Regions from separate parts of the Pan troglodytes genome. Here regions 1 and 2 are each linked to region 3. A link is a contact called in public HiChIP or PLAC-seq data. All regions are on one chromosome and are shown on one strand. The core of a region is the stretch at or near the end of the contact, and the rest is flanking DNA. Distances in the headings are between cores, read along the strand shown. Region 1 holds the start of STK10 (serine/threonine kinase 10). Region 2 holds the start of UBTD2 (ubiquitin domain containing 2). Region 3 holds the start of FGF18 (fibroblast growth factor 18).

What was found. HiChIP or PLAC-seq counts read pairs in DNA pulled down with a chosen protein or histone mark.
Region 1: a contact with region 3 is called in an H3K4me3 HiChIP or PLAC-seq map of stem cell-derived excitatory neurons, with 7 times the contacts expected there. The contact joins the promoter of STK10 here to the promoter of FGF18 in region 3. A contact is called at or near these places in 1 of 7 Hi-C or Micro-C datasets (stem cell-derived neural progenitor cells) and 1 of 1 datasets of contacts at active chromatin or transcription factors (stem cell-derived excitatory neurons).
Region 2: an H3K4me3 HiChIP or PLAC-seq map of stem cell-derived excitatory neurons shows a contact between it and region 3, with 5 times the contacts expected there. The contact joins the promoter of UBTD2 here to the promoter of FGF18 in region 3. A contact is called at or near these places in 1 of 7 Hi-C or Micro-C datasets (stem cell-derived neural progenitor cells) and 1 of 1 datasets of contacts at active chromatin or transcription factors (stem cell-derived excitatory neurons).

Annotation. Positions count from the first base shown.
Region 1 is chr4:169,847,730-169,852,403 of NHGRI_mPanTro3-v2.0_pri, reverse strand. It overlaps STK10 (serine/threonine kinase 10), which reads left to right and starts at 2,417. Exons shown (of 19, transcript XM_016954200.4): 1 at 2,417-2,889. The coding sequence starts at 2,734.
Region 2 is chr4:169,945,256-169,949,745 of NHGRI_mPanTro3-v2.0_pri, reverse strand. UBTD2 (ubiquitin domain containing 2) reads left to right here and starts at 2,870. Exons shown (of 3, transcript XM_016954201.4): 1 at 2,870-3,367. The coding sequence starts at 3,298.
Region 3 is chr4:169,073,781-169,078,067 of NHGRI_mPanTro3-v2.0_pri, reverse strand. It overlaps FGF18 (fibroblast growth factor 18), which reads right to left and starts at 2,531. Exons shown (of 5, transcript XM_016954191.4): 1 at 1,947-2,531; 2 at 1,735-1,771. The coding sequence starts at 1,978.

The DNA of each region.
Region 1 (4,674 bases), core at 1,168-3,667, 770 kb before region 3:
TAATATGATGTTCTCTTTTCATTTTTTATTTCTTCCAGTGAATATTTCTTTCTTGCACCAATTATTTTTTTTTCTTTTCTTTTTTTTTTTTGAGACGGAGTCTTGCTCTGTTGCTCAGGCTAGATGGAGTGCAATGGTATGATCTCGGCTCACTGCAACCTCCATCTTCTGGGTTCAAGTGATTCTTCTGCCTCAGCCTCCCAAGTAGCTTGGGTTACAGGCGTGCACCACCCCGCCCGGGTAAGTTTTGTATTTTTCGTAGAGCTGGGGTTTTGCCATGTTGGCCAGGCTGGTCTTGAACTCCTAACCTCAGGTGATCCACCCAGCTTGGCCTCCCAAAGTGCTGGGATTACAGGTGTGAGCCACCGTGCCCGACCCTTTTTTTCTTTTTCTTTGACTAGTCTTGTCTATTAGTTATTTCAAAGAAGTAGCTTTGATTCTATTGAACCTCAATGTATTTCTTACAATGCTATTGAGGTATAATTTACACATAAAATTCATCCATTTACAAAAATGAAAGTTTAAAATTCAATTATTTTTGGCAAATTTACCAAATTATGAAATTGTCACCATTGTGCAGTTTTAGGACATTTTCATCACCCCAATTAGACTGTTTATTGTTCATGTACAGTTAATTCCCATTTCACACCTAGCTCCAGGCAACCATTAATCTACTTTCTGTCTGTATGGATTTGCCTTTTCCAGACATTTCATATAAATGGAAATTTATAGAACACAGGGCCTTTTGTGTCTGGCTTCTTTGACTTAGTGTTATTGAATGAATGAACCTCTCCATTTTTCTTTCCCTTCCTCCCTCCCTCCCTCCCTTCCTTCCTTCCCTCCCTCCCTCCCTCTTTCTCTCTCCTTCTCTTCCTTTCCTTTTTCTTTCTCTCTTTCTTCCTTTCCTTTCCCTTTCTCTTTCTTTCTTTCTCTCTTTCTCTGTTTCCTTTCTCTCTCTCTCTCTTTCTCTCGCTTGCTTGCTTTTCTGGAGCTCTCAGAGCTGGTCAGAGCCCTCCAGGCCTACAGCTTTCGTGGAGTCAGAGCCTTCATCTCCTAGTATGGAAGCAACCCTCTTGGTCTCCCCACCCGCTTCGTACAGTTGGCCAAATGGTCTGAAACAAATGAAAGACCTGCCTTTCAGCATGTTTTGGGAGGTTCAGACAGCGCCTGACTCAATGAGAACGGTCAGCGACGAGCGGCATTTCCTTCTTTTAAAGACCCTCTACAATTCCAGGCACTCCTGCAGCTGTGGAAACATTCCGAACGGCTTAGCAACCTTTAGTCAGGACACCCTCTGCGCCGACCACTACCAGCATCGCAGGCTTCTTGAGCTGGCCTTCCCAGTGGAAAACCATGCTTGGTGTTTGCACACTGCTCAAAGGATGTTTTCGAACAAAGCACCGAGGAAGGGGCGAAAACACCTCAACACAGCCGTTCTCTGGGGTTGGAGCTATTGAAGTGTGACATTTGCGAAGACTCAACTTGTTTATGACACGGTCCAAATAATAACCCTTGCAGACTGCCCGCCCCACCCGCCCCCCAGCACTCTCCTTAGATTCAGGTAAAAGCATGTTATAACCGTCTATAGGACAAACAGGCAACAGTAGCAGTGAAGTGACTCAAGTAGCCAGGATCGAGAATGAAGGTGCTCAAAGAAGACTAGTTTGATCTGTATGTAGTGCGCTCATCTTTTTTGAAACTAGGAAATTAAAAATTAGAATAAAGTTTTTATTTAATATGCAAATACATCCGCAAACCCATCAGGAAACATAAGAGAAATCAGTGCCAAAGGAGCTCTTTCTCCCAGCCCTCTAATCCTGGCAGGTTTGTGGATCGCGGACGGGGAGCCCCTGGAAAGGACCGCGCCGGGAAGCCGGGCCCTGCAGGGACTGGCCGCGGCTGCACCGGCGTTGCCCGTCGCACACTAGGAGGCAGCACCGCGCCGAGGAACCCGCAGCAGACGGGCAGCCAGCGTGTGTGCCTGGGGCGAGTGCCCTCGCCTGCCGGCGTCCCCATCGGAAAAGTGGGGGCGAGGGCAGCCTAGCGGAATAGCTGCGGGAGGATTAAATGAACGAGTGCAGGTTCACCTTCTGGGCGCTGACAACGATCCGTGGGCTCTCGCGAAATGCCAAGTCGCCGTCCCGCTTGCTCCCACAAAAGTTTTGGGAGCCACGCGGCGCGGCTGGCGGGCTCCTGAGTCCATGAGCGGTCCCACCGAGCGGTCCCCGAAGCTTCCCCAAAGCCCAGCCCGCGGCTCGCGGAGCGTGGTGTGGGGGGACTACAGTTTCCAGAGTGCCCTGCGGCGACGGGCGGAGCCGGGGAGCGCCCGCAGCCAATTAGGGGGTCCCGGGGCTCTGCCGGGGAGCGGCAGGTGGAGCCGGGCCGGTGGGCGGGCGCGGGGACGGTCCCCTGGAACGGGTCCGAGGCTCTCGCAGGCAGGGCTGGGCCGGGCAGGAGCTGCGAGGCCGGCACAAGGGAGGCGGCCCTGGGGACCTGACAGGGCGAGGGCGGGGGCGGGGACGCCGCCGCCTGCGCGGTTCCGGGTGCTCCCGGCGCGGCGCTGCCCAGGGCACACTTGACCGAGGTCGGGCTGCGGGGAAGGGCGGGTCTGGGGAGAACCCCGAGAGACGCGGCGTCCTCCAACTCCTCCTCCTTCTCCTCGCGGCCGCCGAAGCCACAGCCCGAGCCCGAGCCCGAGCCCGAGCCCGAGCCGGCGCCACCGCGCCCCCGGCCATGGCTTTTGCCAATTTCCGCCGCATCCTGCGTCTGTCTACCTTCGAGAAGAGAAAGTCCCGCGAATATGAGCACGTCCGCCGCGACCTGGACCCCAACGAGGTGTGGGAGATCGTGGGCGAGCTGGGCGACGGCGCCTTCGGCAAGGTTTACAAGGTGAGGGCGCTGAGGTGGGTGGCCGGACGCGCGTCGAGGGGCTCCGGAAGGAAGGGATGCCTGACCCGGACCCGGCCAGCCTGGCTCCGGCTCCGAGGGCTGCCCGGCGCTGAATTCGGGGTCCCTGGCCCTCATCCCGATGACTCCTGTTTTTTGGGGGGAACATCACTCGGCCCGGCCGAGTCCCTGCGCTCTGGGCGCCCCCTCCGGGCACGGTTGCCGCCCCCACCCTAGCCCTGTTTCGGAGCACTTCCTGTGTGTCCTGCACTGCGCTCGGCGCCGCACGAGGAGACAAAGGGGCGTTGACAGGACCTCAGCATCCGAGAGGGCCACTCGAGGGACCTTCCAGGGACGTTCCGTAAAACGGCGATACGGGCACACTTTTTTTTTTAGAGAGACCACACAGATGCTGTGGGAATATCGAGGCGATGTGGACCGAGAAACTCGGCTGCGCTTGGACGGGCTGGGAGCTAGGGACACATCTGAAGATGAGCCAGAGACAGGGAAGTGGGGTGGGCGAGGGGTGGCCCATGGACTGAGAGGTGGGGCTTGGAAAGGTGGGTTGGGGCTGGGCAGAGGGGGAGGTCAGGATCTGGTGAATGCTGAGCCTGGGGGAACAGATTTGATTCCGTCGGTCTGAGTCACAGCTGGGGAGTCTCCCAGCCTGCAGTCACCTCTCCCCTAGAGGAAGACGCGGCAGAGAGCTTTTGTGGAGTGGGTGGGGCACAGCTGATTGAGTCTAGAGAAGTGTGGCAGCAGGACGTTGGTTTCTGCTCCTGGGAGCTAATTCTGAGGTGGTGAGTTGTTTTAGGGAGCCAACACCTACAGCTTGACTCCCCCCTTTCCCCTAAGAAAATTTTTACTGGGAGACTCCTACTTGTTAAATTGGTGTATACCTCCAGGAGAGCACCTCTCTTCTAAGCCACTATCCTCCTCCTTGGGGCTCCTGTAGCTTGTAGGCCACTCTGACCCTAGGATTGTCGTTCTATGAGGCTGGACCACAGAGAAGGCTTCTCCAGGCCTTCTCCTCTGACTTGGAAGTGGTCTATCGCCTAGTTACCGAAGTAGTTCCTAGATGACCGGTGTTATAATAGCATCATTTGGGAGCTTGTTAGAAGTGAACAATCTCAGGCCCAGCCCCGACCTGCTGAATTAGAGTCTACGTTTTAATAAGATCCCAGGTGATTCCTAAGCAAATAGGTTTGAGAAGTACTTCCCTAGAGGCTTGGAGTGGTGGCAGTTTTTCTTTTTTCTTTTCTTTTTTTTGAGACAGGGTTTCCTTCTGTTGCTCAGTCTGGAGTGCAGTGGCCCGATCTCGGCTCACTGCAACCTCTGCCTCCTGGGCTCAAGCAATTCTGCTGCCTCAGCCTTCGGAGTAGCTAGGTCTACAGGTGCACACCACAGCCCGGCTAATTTTTGTATTTTTTGTAGACTTGGGGTTTCGCCACGTAGCCCAGGATTGTCATGAACTCCTGAGCTCATGAAGTCAGCTCGTTTCAGCCTCCCAAACTGTTGGGATTACAGTGGTGAGCCACCCTGCCTGACCTGGAGCGGTGGCAATTTTGAGACCAACCAGGCCCACTCAGTGCCTTTTTTTATTTTTATTTTTTGTGAGACGGAGTCTCACTCTGTTGCCCAAGCTGGAGTGCGGTGGTTTGATCTCGGCCCTCACTGCAACCTCCACTTCCTGGGTTCAAGCAATTCTCCTACCTCAGCCTCCCAAGTAGCTGGGATTGCAGGCACACACCACCACACCTGGCTAATTTTTGTTTTTTTAGTAGAGAC
Region 2 (4,490 bases), core at 1,621-4,120, 870 kb before region 3:
TTTGGCCCAATTTTACAGGTGAGGAAACTGAACTCCACATAAACCTTTTTTTTTTTTTTTTTTTTTAGATGGAGTCTCACTCTATCGCCCAGGTTGGAGTGCAGTGGCAAGATCTCAGCTCACTACAACCTCCACCCTCCGGGTTCAAGCTATTCTTCTGCCTCAAACTCCCAAGTAGCTGGGACTACAGGTGCGAGCCACCACGCCTGGCTAATTTTTTTTTTCTTTTTTTTTTTTTTTGAGATGGAGTCTCGCTCTGTTGCCCAGGCTGGAGTGCAGTGGCGCGATGTCTGCTTACTGCAAGCTCCGCCTTCCGGGTTCACGCCATTCTCCTGCCTCAGCCTCCTGAGTAGCTGGGACTACAGGCGCCTGCCACCATGCCCGGCTAATTTTTTGTATTTTTAGTAGAGACGGGGTTTCACCATGTTAGCCAGGATGGTCTCGATCTCCTGACCTGGTGATCCGCCTGCCTCGGCCTCCCAAAGTGCTGGGATTACAGGCGTGAGGCACCACGCCCAGCCTAATTTTTGTATTTTTAATAAAGGTGGGATTTCACCATATTGGCCAGGCTGGCCTCCAACTCCTGACCTCGTGATCCGCCCGCCTCGGCCTCCCAGAGTGCTAGGATTACAGGCATGAACCACCGTGCCCGGCCAAACTTTCTTTTTTCTTTTTTTGAGACAGGGTCTCGCTCTGTCACCCACACTGGAGTGCAGTGGCGCGATCACAGCTCACTGTAGCCTCCACCTCTCTGGATTCAGGTAATTCTCCCACCTCAGCCCCCTGAGTAGCTGGGACTACAGGCGCTCACCACCACGCCCCGCTAATTTTTAAAATTTTTTCGTAGAGACAGGGTCTCCCTATGTTGCTCAGGCTGGTCTGAAACAGCTGGGCTCAAGTGAGCTTCCCACCTCAGCCTCCCAAGGTGCTGGGATCACAGGCGTGAGCCACCATGCCTGGCAGAAACTTCAGACCATATAGCTAGTACACGATGGAAGCCAGATTCCAATCCAGGAAGTTAATAGCCAAGCTGGGGCCCTGACTGCGACACTACTCTGCCTCCTGGGAAATGTGTCTCTAAGATAAAGGCAGGGTGGAGAACATCTATTGCTGAGAATCTCTCCCCGAGACTGCTCTCTCTTCCTAGTGCCAACTCCTCAGTGCTCATCGGAGAGCCCTCATCATTTGGGTGCCTACCATCTGTTTAATAGACATCGTGGAAGTCTTGGTTTCTGCAATTTCTAGAGTGAAATTCAGGACAAAGCAATCTCTTTGCAAATATTCAGCATGCAGCTTCTCTTCTTCAGGGAAGTGATGAAGTGATGTGTCTGCCAACGTGTATAGTTAGTTGAAAATGATCAGACAGAAGGCTTTGTGACACAGCCCCTGATGTCAGAGCAACCTCTGAAAACTCATAATAACATCGATGGCATAAGCTCTTTTTGGAATGTTCAGGACCACAACTGAGGACAATACTAATTCTTCAGGATGAGTTTAATATAGCAGATTTCTATATCTCACGACATTTCTGTGTTTTAACCTAAGTGTAGGTTTTGCTTGTCTACTGTCTTTTTATCAAATGAATACAGAGATCTAAATCTTTGTATAATATCTTGATCTATTTCTGTGAGCTAGATTTCCAGATGTGGAATAATCCCGAGTCAAAGGATATGAACATTTTTAAGGCTCTTGATCTGCATTGCCAAATTGCTTTGCAAAAAAGATTGAACCAATTTACACTCCCACCAGCAGTGTATGAGAATATATTTAAATGCAAATCCCAAGCTGCAGAGCATCTCTTTCTTAGGTATTTCAACTTAAAAAATTTCTTTTCGTGCTAAGCAAAAGCTGACCCAGGATGTTAAAAAAAGAAAGTCTGATATAAAAATGGAGCCGATAGTTAAAACAGCTTCTTAGGCAGAAATAAGCTTCAGAAAGGCCCAAGCAGGATGATAACAATTTTAAGGCATCATAGCACGAAGCACAATTCTAAAGGGACCATTAACAATTTGGCTGAGATTGGAAAAGTAACCGCCAAGAATGTTGGGCGTGGTCAATGTCCCAAATTCTAGATTCGAAAAGGCAGGGTGTTTCACTCATTTACACTTCACTTTGGCCTAAGGACGATTTAAGATACCCAAAGGCAGGATCTTGATAAGTAGTATTGTTTGAATCATTAATCCCGTGAAAATGAAAGAAACCCACGCCCCCTGAACTAAGGTCAGCGTTTATCTCTTCTTTCCAGGCGTTCCATCAGGACGCCTCGCCTCTAATCTCAGTTTGGTTTGCCACAACCACTGCCTCCACCCCTAATAATGGGGCCCCATGATTTTAGGGAAGACGGGGGTGGGCAGGCAAGAGGAAGCCCAGATTCGGGGTACCAACCCACGGAGCGCCATACAAATTCAAAGGGCGCTGGGACCTCAAGGTTCGGCCAGGACACTCTCCCCCGAGCCCCCGTTATTTGGGAAACCGCCCCGTCCCCGCCTGCGAGTCTTCCACGACTACTTCTCGGTTCCCCCGTGCGACCCGCTTCCACCAGCAAGAAGGAGCCGACGGCCGAGGAGCCAGGAACTCGATTTCGCCCCTTCCCACTCCTCTTTTCTCACTTTTGTTCGGCTTTTCCTGCTTTCCCTCCCTTCTTCCCTCTCCTTTCTTCTTCCCGTCCTCCCTCTCTCCTCCTCCCCTCGCCTCCAGTCCTCCCCCCGCCTCCAGTCCTCCCCCCACCTAGCCCCCTGCGTCCCCTCCCCCGCCTCACCCTCGCCCCGCTCCGCTCGCAGCCCCGCCCGCAGCCAATCAGAGCGCGGCCTCCGGTGGCCCCGCCCTTCTCCGGCGATTCCGGGCGGGCCGGGCCGAGCCCAGGCCGAGCCCAGGCCGTGGGTGCGGAGGGCGGCGCCGCGGGGCGGGGGCCGATGGGTCCTGGCGGACGCGAGGCGCCGGCGCGGGGCTCGCCTGGACTCGGGTGTGCGGGGCTGTGAGGGGGCGAGGCGGGCGCTGCGGCCCGCCCGGGATGGGCCAGCCCTGGCCTGGCGGGGCTGAGCCGACGGCGAGGGCGGCGCGCGGGCCAGGCCTGCCGGGCGGGCGGCCCGGGGGTTGAGGTAGAAGTGGGCGCGGAGGAAGGGGCCGAGCCAAGGCGGTGGGTGGAGCGGCGAGGGGGGCGGAGGCTGGGCCGCGGCGGGCGAGCGGAGCGGCGCGCCTGTCCGGAGCTCGGCGGTGGCGCCGGAGGAGGCTGCAGCGGCGGCGGCGGCGGGCCCGGACGAGCGTCCGGAGGTGGCGGACGAGGCGCCGGGGGCCCCCATGGGCGGGTGTGTGGGCGCCCAGCACGACTCCTCGGGCAGCCTCAACGAGAACTCGGAGGGCACCGGAGGTAGGTGAGCGCCAGGGGGCAGCCTCGGCCCCCCATTGTTCCCGGCCAGGCCCGGCCACCTGTCCCGACCCCCGCGGGCCGCGCCGGGCCCCCGCGCCCCTTTGTCATCCCCTCTTCCACGTCATTCCCCGCGCTCCGCTTCCGGCTGCCCTGCCAGCCGCGGGGGTCGCCCCTTCCCACCCCAGCCCCGAAGAAAAGTCCTCTGAGCGCCGGGGACGTAGCCCTTGGCCTCGCCGACCGCCCCGCTCGGCTCAGGGAAGTCGGACCCGAAGCTGCCCTTCTGGCCACCTCACTCCCTCTCCAGGCCGTTTAATTATTGAGGATCAGGATGGCGGCGCCGGGGTTGCAGAAAAGCGAATTGATGGCGGGGGGAGGGAGCTTGATGCGTTCCCTCCGACGGGCCCCGCCACATCTTTCCGCACCCTTCCTTGTTCTGTGGAGTTGGCTGGTCTCAGCTTTCCTGAGTTTCAGATGACAGCTGCCCCGGTTGGTTCCAAATTGGCCATTTAAACCTGCGAGTTTCTGGAGCTCGGCTGGAGGAGTCTCCAGTGGCCGCAGGCATTGTATTAAGGAGGGGTGGGGAAACGGTCTTCCCGGGTAAAACGTGGCTCCTTGCTACAGCTTGGGGGTGTTAGGCCGGTGTGCTGTCGGGGTGGGCTAATCAAATTCCCATCTGTCTTAAGTAGAAGGAAAATATGTAGGATAAAAGTACAAATGCAGTTGGACCCTGACTTACCCCAGTAAGATCAGTACTTTAAAAGTTTTCTAACACGGGAGCGCACTCCTACTTTATAGTAAAAGCGTGCTGAGGATAGGTATTTTAATTCAATCAGTAGTAGTTGTAGTATGGCAGTATAATAATAAAATTAGTTCTATCTTTAAGTGACCTTTGGTTACGTCCATTCTGTAGAATATTTTAGTTATAAACAGCCTTTAGGCAAAGATGACAGCGTTGGTTTTATTTGTGACCTAATGTTAGCTGCCTTAAAATGTGCATGTCTGTAAATTTTTAAATTGTTTGGGTATGGGAGGGTTTACAACTTTATCGTAGCATACTAACATTTAGACCAGTTGCTTGCCCTGTCACTTAAGCTCTCTTCACAAACCATGTACACCTAAGTTT
Region 3 (4,287 bases), core at 1,282-3,781:
AAGACCACACAGCAGCCCCTTCTGGGCCCTACTTCAAGAAGAACCAACAGCAGCAGGCATCCAGAGGCTTGAGCCACACATCCGCAGGCCTCCCTGCTGCTCCTTGCCCATTTCATCCCTCCTGCCCCCAGGCACAGCACTCTGGAAAAGAGCTCTTGCCCAGGTCAGACAAGCAGACCCCCTGGAGTGACCCCGGGGCCTGCCCTCTGCTTGGGGACTCAGCTGCAGACCAGGCAGGCCATGCCTGGCACTGGTCTCCCTCTTTGACACCAGCCATTCCCCACCCCCACCCCCACCCCCATCACCACACAGGTCACATCTGCTTTGGCAAACAGCCAGTCTTAAGTTACTGACTCCAGTTATATTGATTCAAGGAGTCACTGGGGACCCCAGCCTGGCCAACAGGAGGAAAGAACCCATCAGTCCGTCCACCCTTCCATCCCCAAGCCCCACTGGATGCCCCCAGCTCAGTGCCTATCAGGAGGGTAACAACCCTCTCCTGGGCGTGGAAGGAAGATAGCAGGCCCACCACCGCCAAACACTGCGAGTGGCTGTTGAGTCGCGCAGTGCTCAAGGCACACAACACTCCTTGAACCAGAAAACAGGGAGAACCACCAATTTCCTGTGCTCAAGGCTCGCTCTGGGGATCTCCACAATCCAGAAGGCTAAGGTCTAAGAATCTTCTCTAATCCCGGAAAGCCACCTGCCTTCCACCGAGGGGGAAGGGTCAGACAACCCTCTTTTGGCCTGTGTCCAGTTCCTCCTGGCCTGGCCCCTTGCAGCACTAGGTGGGTGGGGGCTTGGGGAGCTGACGCTTCCTATTCCCTTTGCCCGCCGCCCCCCCACCCCCACCATGCAGAGGCAACCCTGGTCTGGTTCTAATCGGGGCTGAAGTCGGCTCCCTTTTTCGCTCTTCTCTCTCCCTCCCCCCAACCCTTTTTCCTTCATTTCTACGGCTTTGGAAGCCAGAGCGTTCCAACTGTCTGCGTGCCAAGACCTTCCCGAGTCTGAAAGCTGCTGAAGTAACAGATCAGATTTTAGCAAGTGCTTTCCAGGCTGAGCGCCAAGCCCTCTTCTGATTCACGGAGAGCGAGCGAACGGGGAGCAGGCGGGGAACCAACGAGGGCTGCACCACCTTAGGCGAGGGAGTGCGGAGCGCGGCCCATCCGGGAGCGGCCTCGCGGGCAGCGGCCACTCGGCCTAGGCGCCCTCGAGCTTCCCCTCGTCCCGGGCATGTGTGTGTGTCTGTGTGTGTGTCTCAGTGCTGCAAGCGCCTTCAAAACCACAGAGTAATTTACAACTGAAGCTTTCTCCCTGGACTCGAAATCCACTCGGCTGAAAGTCTTTTTGTTTGGAAGCGGCGATGTTAAGGGAAGGTTGGCAGAGAAAATCCCTAGGTCCTACCCCTCGCTGGCTGCGGGCAGGGGTCTTAGAGCTGGGTATATTGCTGCGGCTGAGCCCGCCGGCTCTGCGGGATCTCCTCCCAGCCGAGGCCGACAGTGGCCGCGACAGCCAGCGCCTCCTCGGGCCCCGCGACAGAGCCCCTTGCCCTTGGCCGGTTCCCCGCCGGCGCAGGGCGCACGCGGAGCCGCCCTTCCGAGCCCTGGGAACAGGTGCACTGGGCTCGGCGCCCAGGAGGGGTGGGGCACAGGGAGGGGGCGCGGCCGGGGAAGGGGGGTCGGCGTGTACCGCGAGGCAGGGGCGGGAGGAGGTCAAAGTCAGGAGCCCACGTACCTGTACCTGGAAGCACAGCAGCAGGAAGTGTAAACACCTGCGGGAAACAGATGGAGAAGCGGTCAGTGGGACCTGAGGAAGGGGGCGCACGGACAGACAGACACGCAGTCGAAGAGTCAGGCGAACCGACGGGCGGGCAGACAGAGGTACAGGGCACAGGCATACGAACAGACAGCCAGGCAAGGTGGGCAGCCCCGCGCGCGGGCGCTTACAGGCAAGTGCAGGCGGAGGGCGCTGAATACATCGCTGGGCGGGAGGGAGGCGGCGGCTCCTAGCCCAGCCTGCACATGTCCGCTCCGCGCGGCCGGGACCGGGCGCCTCCGCCGCCGCCGCCGCCGCCGCCGCCGCTGCTGCTGCTCCCTCCTCGCCGGCTGCTGCTGCTGCAGACTCTGCTGCTCCGGGGCGCTCCGCGGCGCGCCCTGCGGCATCAGCGCCCCGCGCGGCTCCTCCCGAGCGCTGCGCCCTCCGGGCTGGCGCAGGGGCTGCGGGGCGGCAGCCGCTGTGCAGGAGGCGCCTGGCCGGTGCGGGGAAGCTCGCTCACTGCTGGCCGGCCGGCCGTCCGGGCGTCCGTGGGAGGCTGGCTGCCCGGCTCAGTCCGGGGACAGCATGCGCGGCGGGTCTGGAAGCCGAGTTGCGCTCTCCGGCCCGGGCGCGGAGCTGCGTGGGGCCAGGGGTCAGCGCTCCGGGGTCGGGGCGCGCGGCTGCAGCGCGAAAGCGTCACGGCCGCTCCGTCTGGGCGCCCGCCGGCTCATGTCTCCTCCTCCGCGTCTCTCCGGCCGTGCGCATCGCCGCCTCCCACCACTGGCGGCGGCCGGGGCGTTTTCTACGCGCGGGCGGCGAGGGGGCGGGGGGCCGGGGGCGGGCCCGGGCCCGAGCCGGCACAATGAGGATGCGGGGCCTGGGGGCTCCCCCCTCGGGGCGCGGCCGGACGGGCGCTCAGCTCGCCTGGGTGCGCCCAGCCCACATCAAAGGCGGCCCTGCCTGCTCGCCTGCCTGCCGCGGCCTCTCGCTGCCTCCTCCTCCTTCTGGCGGCTCGGGGTTGGAGGGGAGGCGCTCAGACTCTCGGAGACGGGACCGGCAGCTCCGAAGGGGCAGGACCCGCGAGACTGAAGCTGGTGAGCGCTGGAAGCCGTCGGAGCTCTGCGCCCGAGCGCAGTGACCGCTCCTCCGCGCAAACGTTGCCCAAATTGGGCAGGCGATGCTCCCCAAGAACGCAGTTAGGTACGGAACGTCCTCACCTGCCCACATTCGCTACTCGCACTCACTCACCAGCGCTCTAGTGGAGAGCCGAGAGGGGCGGGTCAAACCCAGCCCCGGGGCGGCTCCACTGAATGGGGGTCGCTTTTACCCGCCCTGTGATCGTGGAGTTTCCCAGCCACCCTCTTGACTGGCTACCCACATAAGTGAGCCCCCTTCCTCTTCTTACGTCCCTGCCGCTGCGAAGGGGGCTCCGGGGCATCTCTCCTTCCCACCCCTCGCCCCCTCCGGGGCTCTGGGGTCGGTTCACGGGATCCCAGCTGGACTGTCCCGTAGGCGAGCCAGCTTTGGAAACACACGGCTACCACCAAGCGGCCCCGAGACGTCACTGCAACCCCAGCACGGACGGCTGCACGCCGGGGAGCAGCCAGCAGGACTCTGGTCAGCGACCACGCTGAGGCCCTCTTCCGGCCTCCTCCCAAAACCGGACTAAGACTTGCCTCCGTTTGCATACCAGGCAGCTTCGTTCCTTTGACCAGGGCCCCATTCAGGACACTGGTTCTTACCGCCTCTGCCCCTTCCAGAGGCATAACTCCTGTCCTTCCCACCAACCCCAAAACGTAGGTGTTCTTGTCACGTACCTGCCTCACTGTCTAGAGCTGGTGTCAGCCAAGCTCTGCTTGGGCCTGATGCTAAGGAAAATAGGTCACAGTGAGAAAGACGCTGGAGTACAGGCTCAAGCAAAACTCAGGAATCTGGACTATTTGGTCAAAGCCTCCTTGCGTTGGCAATGGTTGATGGTCCACTAGAGCATAAACTGAGGTAGGACTGTCGAACAGTGCTATTTCCTGAAGCCATGAATATAAAACATTAGTAATTGTTCCAAATATCAGGCCTCCTTGCAAGCTATTTTAAGTTCCCTTTCAAAGCTGAGGCTATTTTAAACAGATAGCCTCTGTTTCAACATCGGACACAAGTGCAGAAAACCTTTTCAAAACCAGGTGCTGAGGGGGAAAATTCCTGCATGAAGCTTTTAAGCTGAATTTACTTAGACATTCTGATTGCCAGAGCTGGACTTGCAGAGTTACTCGTAACTTCCCAAGTTCTGGAGAAAATGAATCGATCCCAAGATAGGATGCAATGACCAACCATAAATAGAAATGGACAGAAATGCTCCCACCGATGACCTGAGTCATTGCCGCCGTCTTTGATCTTGCTTTATAGGAAGATTGACAAACCCAGTCGAGGAGTTTTTGGCTTACCATCTGCTAGTTTGAAGTATCTCCTGGCTAAGAATCATGCTTCCAATTTTCTATATTGTTACTATTTTTTATTACTTGTGAATGGAATGGGTAT